2 separate regions of the Oryctolagus cuniculus genome follow, and region 2 is linked to region 1. The links are chromatin contacts, called in public Micro-C maps. All regions are on one chromosome and are shown on one strand. Each heading gives the region's core, a stretch centred on a gene start, on an enhancer-like site or on the middle of the called end of the contact. The rest is flanking DNA. Distances are from core to core; before and after follow the strand shown. Region 1 holds the start of HOOK3 (hook microtubule tethering protein 3). Region 2 holds the start of POMK (protein O-mannose kinase).

Region 1 (4,150 bases), core at 551-3,050:
AACATGTCTTTATTTCCATGACTTTTCTTGCAAGACTTTAAATGGTGCAGCACCACTTCAGATTCAATTCGCTTCCTCATCTTTTCTTTCCTGCTCCTTTTTCTAGCACTATTTGTACAGGATTTAAACCGTAAATCTAAAGATTCCCAGGCTTCTGTATACATGGTTCCCTCCACCATACCAAAGAATGGAGTAATGCTTTCCTCTCTCTCTGCTCTCCTCACTCTAGTCAAACCCTGGTACATTATGCAACATCAGTTTTCCTCTTCTAAAATAGAGCAGTGAAGAAGCCGGAACGGAAGAGTTGCAAGTTCTACTTTAGCTATGTATTACTGGGGGCTCTCTGAAGTCCCAAGAATGGTCTAACACAAAACGCGGTGAATGCATAGATCTCTTCGGTTGTACATACTCTACGTTTCCGAAGACATAATGTGATGCCTCGACAGGGCCACGTTAAAAACCCTAGACTCTGCTTTAATCAGGTTTGTAGCAAGCTACCTAAGAGAATGCTTCTCACACCTGCACAGGAAGAGGGAGCTGAACTTGTAACCCCAGACTAAACAGAACTTCCCTCACGTTAGTGGTCTGTCTTTAAAACGAACACAAACGCGGCAGTCACCTCCATAAATACGTCTGTGTGCTATTCTAGAAAGGTCACCCGGCATGTGTAGCGATGAGTAAAACCCGCGCTCCCGAAGGGGGCACCGGGCTCGCCCCAGCCAGAGGGTGAGAAAGGCCAGAGCAGGAGTTTACTCCTAAACAGGCTGCTCCAGGCGCCGGAACCGCGCGCGCACACAGACTCTGCAAACGCCAGAACTCCGCGGCCGGCCGGCCCTTCGCGGTCGGAATCCCGCAGCGCCGGGACTCCCCAGACGCCTCCGGGTTCCACCGCCTGCCACGCACCTTGCAGATCCCCTTCCAGCCTCACGTTCGGGATCTCTCCCGAATGCCGCCCCACCGCCCGCTTGCCTAACGGCCCGGGCGCATCTGGCGTCCGACCCACGCCGTCGCCGGGCGCCTTTTATTATCTGTTTTTTCCTATTTTTCCCACCCGACCTCAAAGGAACTTCTCTCTTCCGCCGCGGCGGGCACGTCCTTCGGGAGCGTTACAACAAAGGCGGCGAGCGGCGGAACCCTGGGCCCGAGCGCTCCCCACCCGGGCCGAGCCGGGGCCCCCGCCTCGGGGGTCCCCGCGCCGAGCGAGCAGCGCCAGCGCCCGCGCAGCGGCAGACAACGACGGTGCCAGTGACGGCGCGCCCGCACCCCGTCATTAGCCTCCCCGGACGACACCCCACACCCCGGGCCCGGCAAGTTTCTCCCGGACGCCGCTCGCACCCGCATCCCCGGCCCTGACCGCCTCAGGCCCCGGATGTGACGGCACCGGCGCCCGCGGCGCTCGCCCCCCGGGACGGGCGGGGGGGGTCCCGGAAAAGCGGCCCCGGAGCGGGAGCCGGAGAGTCTCCCAGCGCCGCGGCGGCACCACGTACCCAAGTCAGAAGGCTCTCGCACAGCTCCACCCGCTCCACCGACTCCACGCTGAACATCTTCCCCCGCTGGGGCTCGGCAACGCCTTCTCCACCAGGCCAGAAACCGCCGCGACGCGGTGCGGGTGCCGTCCGCAGGGTCCCGGCAGCCGCCCTGGCCTCTGGCCCACCTCCTGCTGGGGCCCGACCGCCTGCTCTCGCCCGGGCGCTGGCAGCGGCTCCGCACCGTCACCCCCGCGCCCCTCCTGCTCCTCTCATCTGGGCGCGCGCGCTCGCCGCGCGCCACCCCCGAGCCACGCCCGCCGCCCCGCGTCCCCGCCCCCCCGCTGCCCACAGCCCTCCTCCAGCGAACGACGGGCGAGCCGCAGCGCGCAGGCGCGCTCCTGCGGGCCCGCCCCCGGCCCTGCCTCCGCGTGCGCGCGCGCGGCCGGTCACAGACCGCTGCGTGTCATGGCGCGCGCGCGGCGGCGGCGGCGGCGGCGCGCCGTCACGGAAGCTCGCAGTGCGCGTGCGCCGGTGCCCACACTCCACAGTAAAAAGGGGACAAGCTAGTGGTAGCCCGGGAGGGCTGGCGGGGCAGTCCCCAGAAATAATCTGTGTCCTCTGTCACCGGGAATTGGCGAGGTAGCTCCTCCGCGGTGGAGAGGTACGCGCCCCCTCCCCCCGGCCTCGGCCTCGGGCGTCCGGCGCGTGGCCGGCCACGCCCCCGGATCTGGACCGCGAGAGGGCGGGCGGCGCAGTCCGGGGTCGCCTCCCGGCCGCCCAGGCGTCTCGGGCCGGGGGAGTCTCTGATCGGACCCAAGCCTCCGCTTTCCTTGAGGATCCCCGGGGCCCGGCCCCAGCAGCGCCCCGTTCCCGTCCGGAGTCGCCGGGAGACTGTGGAGGCGGGCACGGTGGGCGTCTCGGAGGTCCTAGGTGGGCTGGGCCGGCGGTGAGGAGAGTTCCCCCCGTTTCCTTCTGGGGTCGCTCGGAGCCCCGACTCCCTCAAAGCTTGGCCTCAAGTGCGGGAGGCCGGGCGCCAGCTCTCCGAGCCGCGCGGACCCCGCCGGTTCCCGGGGCCTGTGCATCGTTCCCGACCTTTTAAGCGATGTAGCCTTTGCAGAAAAGTGCATTCGACATACGCGTTTAGAGAGTAGATGAAACACCCCGATAAAAGCCAAAAGCACTGCTGGAACCCTAGGAGTTCCCTGCCCCTCCCCCCCCCCCGTAGCTGTGTATGCGTTTCCGAGCCTGATTCCCTCCCTAGTCTGACTTGCGTGATAATCACAGTAGGTTTGCCACGTATGTGTGCATGCAATATAGTTGTCCTCTGCCTATACTGGGACGTTTATGAGTGGAAGCCTCTTGTGGGTTTTTGGTGGCATTCAACGAGTATTAAATACAGGTAATTTTCATTGCTGCCTGGTATTCCGTTGTGGTGTATCCTACTGTTGGTTGATCCGTTTTGTTCCAGTTTGGGGCTACTCAGTGCTATAAACCTTGCTCCTAGTGCTAACGTGCTGGAGTTTCTAAGACTAGGACATTCCTTGGAGTCTAAGGAGAGTTGTCAATTCATAGAGCCTGCAGACAATGCCAGAATTTATTTGGAGTGTGGCAGTTTCCCAGACACATCTTCCTTTGGTTTGGTTTCTGGAGCCCCGCCATCCTTTTCCCATGAGTATTTGGACTACTAGGGCAGCATTGAGTTACTGAGATTTCTGATCATCAGCCCATGCAAGGTGATTTGTCATTTTGTTAAAAAGTCTTTTCAGTGATCTTTCAAACATTCCTTACACAGGGGCCAAGGAACCTGTAGAAATTGTATTGGGAGAGTACTTCAAAAAGTTCATGGAAAAATGGAATTAAAAATCTAAGTGTATTTTGGTATACAAAGTTTTTTTGAAATCCATGCAGTATTGTTTTTCTTCGTAATGCACTCTTTGCATGTATTGTGAGGAAAAATTTTTTGAACTGAAACAAACTCATACTTTCAATTCCATTGTTTCTGGAGACTTTTGAAGTTTTCTCATAGGTGTTGGCAACTGCCTTTTCTTGTTTGTTGGGTCCCCTGGATCGCTGTCAAACCAGATTTCCTGCATTCTGCATTAGGTTGTTACTGGAGAACTGCTGTAACTTTCAGTGACCCATATCCTTGTTAAGCAAGGGAACACAATATATGTTGTCCTGCTGTGAGCCTGACTTGCGTGCATCTTGGCTTGCTAGCTTCCGCTGTAGGGACTGTGGTGTAGGAAGCACCTTTCGCTCTAGCTGCTCAGGGTGTCAAAGGCTTTGGCAACTGACCTAAAGCCTCCTCTTTCAAGGTTGACTGCTTATACCCAATTGTTTTGCCAAAAGCAGTGTTCTTAAGGCTTTATTTTGTAGCTCCAGTTACTGTTGATGAAGGACATTATGTTAAAAGCTTCTTAGAGGTGAGTAATCCAAGAAGCCATGTGGCCACCGGTGTTCTGTGTAAGCTTGGCTAAAAAGAGTTTTTCTGTGATTCCAGGGAGTGCTCGAATTTATTTCTCCTGTGTGTGTGTGTGTATGTGTGTGTGTATGTGTGTGTATGTGTGTGTGGCAGTGGCAAGTGAAAACGTGGTGTCCTGTGTGGCAGTGTTTCCAAATGTGTCCTGCCTTGCCAGGGAACAGATCCTGAGAGCTTTAATTAAAGGAAATTTGAGAGGCTA
Region 2 (4,150 bases), core at 435-2,934, 170 kb before region 1:
ACTCTTTAAGGAAAAACAATTAGGAATGTAAAATTTCTGGGCCCTTTGCCAGGGTTTGGAAGGGATTTGTGCGAGGGAAAAGTAGAGAACTTCCTCCTAACCCCACACCTGCTAGCCACAGTCTAGTCCCACAGAGCTCCCCCTGCACACTTCATTTCCATCCAAAGGCTGCCAACATCAGTGATGAAATTCTGCAGGACTCCAGGGCCAGCGCTGTGGTGTACTTGGTAAAGCCGCCATCTGCAAGGCCAGTGATTCATATGGTTCAAGTCCCAGTTGCTCCACTTCCAATCAAGCTCCCTGCTAATGTTTCTGGGAAAGCGGCTAAAGAGCCGCTGCCTGTAGTGCTGGCATCCCATATGGGCGCCAGTTCTAGTCCCAGCTGCTCCACTTCCAATCCCCCTCTCTGCTATGGCCTGGGAAAGCAGTAGAAGATGGCCCATATCTTTGGGCTCCTGCACCCCGTGGGAGACCTGGCAGAAACTCCTGGCTCCTGGCTTCAGATCAGCACAGCTCTGGCCATTGCAGCCATCTGGGGAGTGAACCAGTGGATGGAAGACCGACCGATCTCTCTCTCTCTCTCTCTCTCTCTCTCTCTCTGTGTAACTCTGACTTTCAAAAAAAAAATACCTGGGGCAAGTGTTGCGGCATAATAGATTAAGCCACACGTGCAGCATTTCAGCCCTGGCTGTTCCACTTATGATCCAGCTCCCTGCTAACCACACCTGGGGAAGCACCAGAAGATGGCCCAAGTTTTGGGGCCTCTGCACCTACAGGGGAGACTTGGAAGAAGCTCAAGGCGCCTGGCTTTAGCCTATTCCAGACCCAGCCGTTTTTGGCTGTCTGAGGAGTGAACCAGAGGATGGAAGACCTCTCTCTCTCTCTCTCTCTCTCTCTCTCTATATATATATATATGTATATATCTCCCTGTCTCTTGCTGTGACTCTGTCTTTCAAAATAAACAATATAAATGTTTAAAAAGAAAAAGACACCTGCACCCTCACTGCAGCACAAGTCATTAACAGATGAATGGGTAAAGAAAATGGGGGTTAAGCACAATGTGGAATATTATCCCGCCAGAAGACAGATGGAACTGGGGGTCGTTATATTAAGTAAAATAAGCCAGCCACAGAAAGACAAACACCGCATGTCCTCTACATGGAAGCTTAAAGAAAAAAAAAAAAAAAGATTGCATATCTTCAACCCAAATTTTAAACAGTGAGTCACAGAGGCGGGGTGGGGGTGGGAGGAGTTGGACAGCCGGCACCAAAACAGCAGGATGCACCTAAGAGTGGGCAACCGCAGCATAATATCCTGTGTGACCGGAGAGGGGCTGGACGGCTCCAAACACAAAGACAGGGAAAGGGACACTGCCCGGTGCCTGGGCTCATGCCGCGTCTGTGTGTTGACAAGCTGCACGGCACCCGTTAAAAACGTGCAATACATTTAAAATAATCTAATAACAATAACGAATAATCACAGTTTAAAATAATTTTTAAAAAGCAACGGCACAAAATTAGTTTTTGCAGTATTTTACACTTAAGAAAGAGATTAGTGTTACCCAATGCGTAAGAACAGAATCCCACTTTGCCCATGCAGTCCAAGGAAAATTAATTATCTTAAGGATTCTGGACACTTACCTGGCTCGGAGTCCCGGGGGTGCCGGAGGCGGACGAAGGGAACCACATTAACAAGTAGAGGGCTTTCGACAAGAGCAGCAGCAGCGGCAGCGATGGCGGCGGCGCGGGCAGCGCCCGGGAGGAAGGCGCCCTTGCCCGCGCCCGGCGGGGCCCGCGGCCTCGCGTTCACAGCGGCGAGCCGGGCCCGCGCCTCAGCCCGGCCGCCCGCGTCCCCGCCTCCGTCGGACACGAGGCGGGCGCCCGAGCCGGGGCCGCCGCGCGCTCCCCCGAGAGCCCCGCGCCCGCGCGCCCGCTCGCGGCCTCCTGCGCCGGCGCGCGGCCGGGGACGAGCGCGGGGCGGGGCCCCGCGGAGAAAGCCGGCTCGCGGGCACGGGCGCCGTGAGCCCAGGCGGTGCCGGCGCAGGCGCGCTGGGGAGTGTTCTCGGCGCTTCGCTGGCGGGGGGAACCGGCGGTGTGGAGGAACCTGTGGGGCTGCGGCCCAGAGCCACGAGGAGGAGTAGGGCCGGCCAAGGGGCGCCAGGGGCCGGGGGCCGCCTCACGCCTGACAGAAAATGGCGACGCACAGTGCCAGTTTTCTGCGCGCTCTGATGTTGCGTGTGATCTGGAATGATCTGTACCCAGAAGGTCCCGTTTCCAGGAACTTAACCCTGTGGAAATAATGTCACCGTGACGTGGGCAGGCATACAGGATAAAATTGATCTGGTTTGTGAGCTGGAAGACCACGCCTTCTCCACGCCCCTGTGTGACCACACGCCCCTACCTGGCTACACCTGTGTGCCCCACCGGGCAATCAGGTTAATTAACTATTCCCCTTTGGAAGTGGATTAAAAGCCTGGGCCCACTCTTTGGCCTTTTGCCATTGTGGACCCATGCTGCCCTGTGTCTCCTGGGCACTTGGCCTTTGAGCCACCTGCCCCATGCTTCCTGGTCTGCATGCTCCTCCAGGCTGGCTCCTGGTACTCAGTATGAATCCAGATTTCTCTTTTAGATAGGGTCCTCACTCTCCTATGCATTGCTCCCACTGGATAAAAGCTTAAAAACCAACATGCTGCCTCGTTCGCTTATGCCAGTATTCAGAATTCTTTGAATATTAGGCAAGAACCCACACAGGCGTATTAATGCTGGGAATTTATTAATAAGCACGCAGTGATATTGCATGACACCCCCTATTCCGATATCAGCTGGAGAAAAGAGCCATGGAAGCTGTGGGGTTCTTCATGCAAGGAAGAACTCAGGCGTGAGACAGAGTGAAGTGATACGGTTTTATTGGGGATAGGGCATCCGTCAGAATGGAAGGGATAGAGCAAGCGCCCAGTCACTCGGACTGGGGTACAGCGAGGTTACACGGTTGGATGGAGAACACACCTGGACAGGCCACTGGGCAGCTCAGCAGAGAGCAGAGGGCTGAGCACGCCGTCCTTGTTCAGAGTCCCAGCATGTATGTTATTATTTATTTATTTTTTTAAAGATTTATTTATTTGAAAGTGTTACACCAAGAGGTTTTCCATCCGCTGGTTCACTCCCCAATTGGCCGCAACGGCCAGAGCTGCCCCAATCCAAAGCCAGGAGCCAGGAGCTTCTTCCAGGTCTCCCATGCGGGCGCAGGGGCCCAAGGACTTGGGCCATCTTCCACTGCTTTTTTCCGGCCATAGCAGAGAGCTGGATAAGAAGTGGAGCAGCCAGGACTTGAACCAACGCCCATTTGGGATGCTGGCACTGCAGGCAGTGGCTTTACTCACTACACCACAGCACTGGCCCTAGACTCCCGGTTTTTAAGGGAGTCTCTTTATCCTTTCCCCTCTCCTCCAGGACAAACGATAGGGAGCCTTGGCTGAAGAGTTTGCTGGGTGAAAATACAAAAAATTCCTTTCCAAATTTACCACTGAGATGGTCAGACAGGGGAAGCCCTTGCTGGCCAAGGGGCTTCTCTCTAGGGTGCCCACCTTAGAGGAAAGATGTTTAGCAAGCCTGGTAGAAGGACGGAAACCACTTGGAAAGTTACCAGGGTCTGAGCAGGACTGCCCTAGATATCAGTTTCCCTGGGCCTTTCTCCTGGTGTAATGAGAAGGCCATGCCAAGATGGCCGCTGGCAAGCAAGCGTCAGTTACTCAGGAATGGCTTCAGAACCCACCTGGCAACAGGCTGTGATTGGTTAGGGCATAAACCACCCCTTGACTGGATTGGCTACCTCGGCTATATAAGCAACTGAAATAAATGAGTCTGCAGGCTGCTCCCTCTGGCCTGCTTTCACCGGACTCCCAGGGTCTGTGTGGTGACTCCCTGCCTCTTGCCCCCACCACGCTCCTCCTCTCAGAACAAATCCACAGCAACAGTTTCTTACACACACAAGCTAATTTCTAACTTCATAACAGTAACAGGTATACAAGAGCTCTCCCAGAAACCCTATGGCTACAGAGGAAAACAAAACCTGAAACATTTTATAACCTTCACACATTCACCAGCAATGGTGAGGCTGCAGGCAGTGCACATTTGACACGCTGTTAAGGGCA

Evidence for each region. Hi-C and Micro-C count contacts between places; a contact is called where the count stands out from the background.
Region 2: a contact with region 1 is called in a Micro-C map of ear pinna, with 5 times the contacts expected there. The contact joins the promoter of POMK here to the promoter of HOOK3 in region 1. A contact is called at or near these places in 2 of 6 Hi-C or Micro-C datasets (ear pinna and an unstated tissue).

The regions. Positions count from the first base shown.
Region 1 is chr2:92,970,216-92,974,365 of mOryCun1.1, reverse strand. HOOK3 (hook microtubule tethering protein 3) reads right to left here and starts at 1,800. Exons shown (of 20, transcript XM_051832317.2): 1 at 1,488-1,800. The coding sequence starts at 1,544. It overlaps RNF170 (ring finger protein 170), which reads left to right and starts at 1,925. Exons shown (of 7, transcript XM_008273910.4): 1 at 1,925-2,130.
Region 2 is chr2:93,141,212-93,145,361 of mOryCun1.1, reverse strand. POMK (protein O-mannose kinase) reads right to left here and starts at 1,684. Exons shown (of 5, transcript XM_070068634.1): 1 at 1,641-1,684.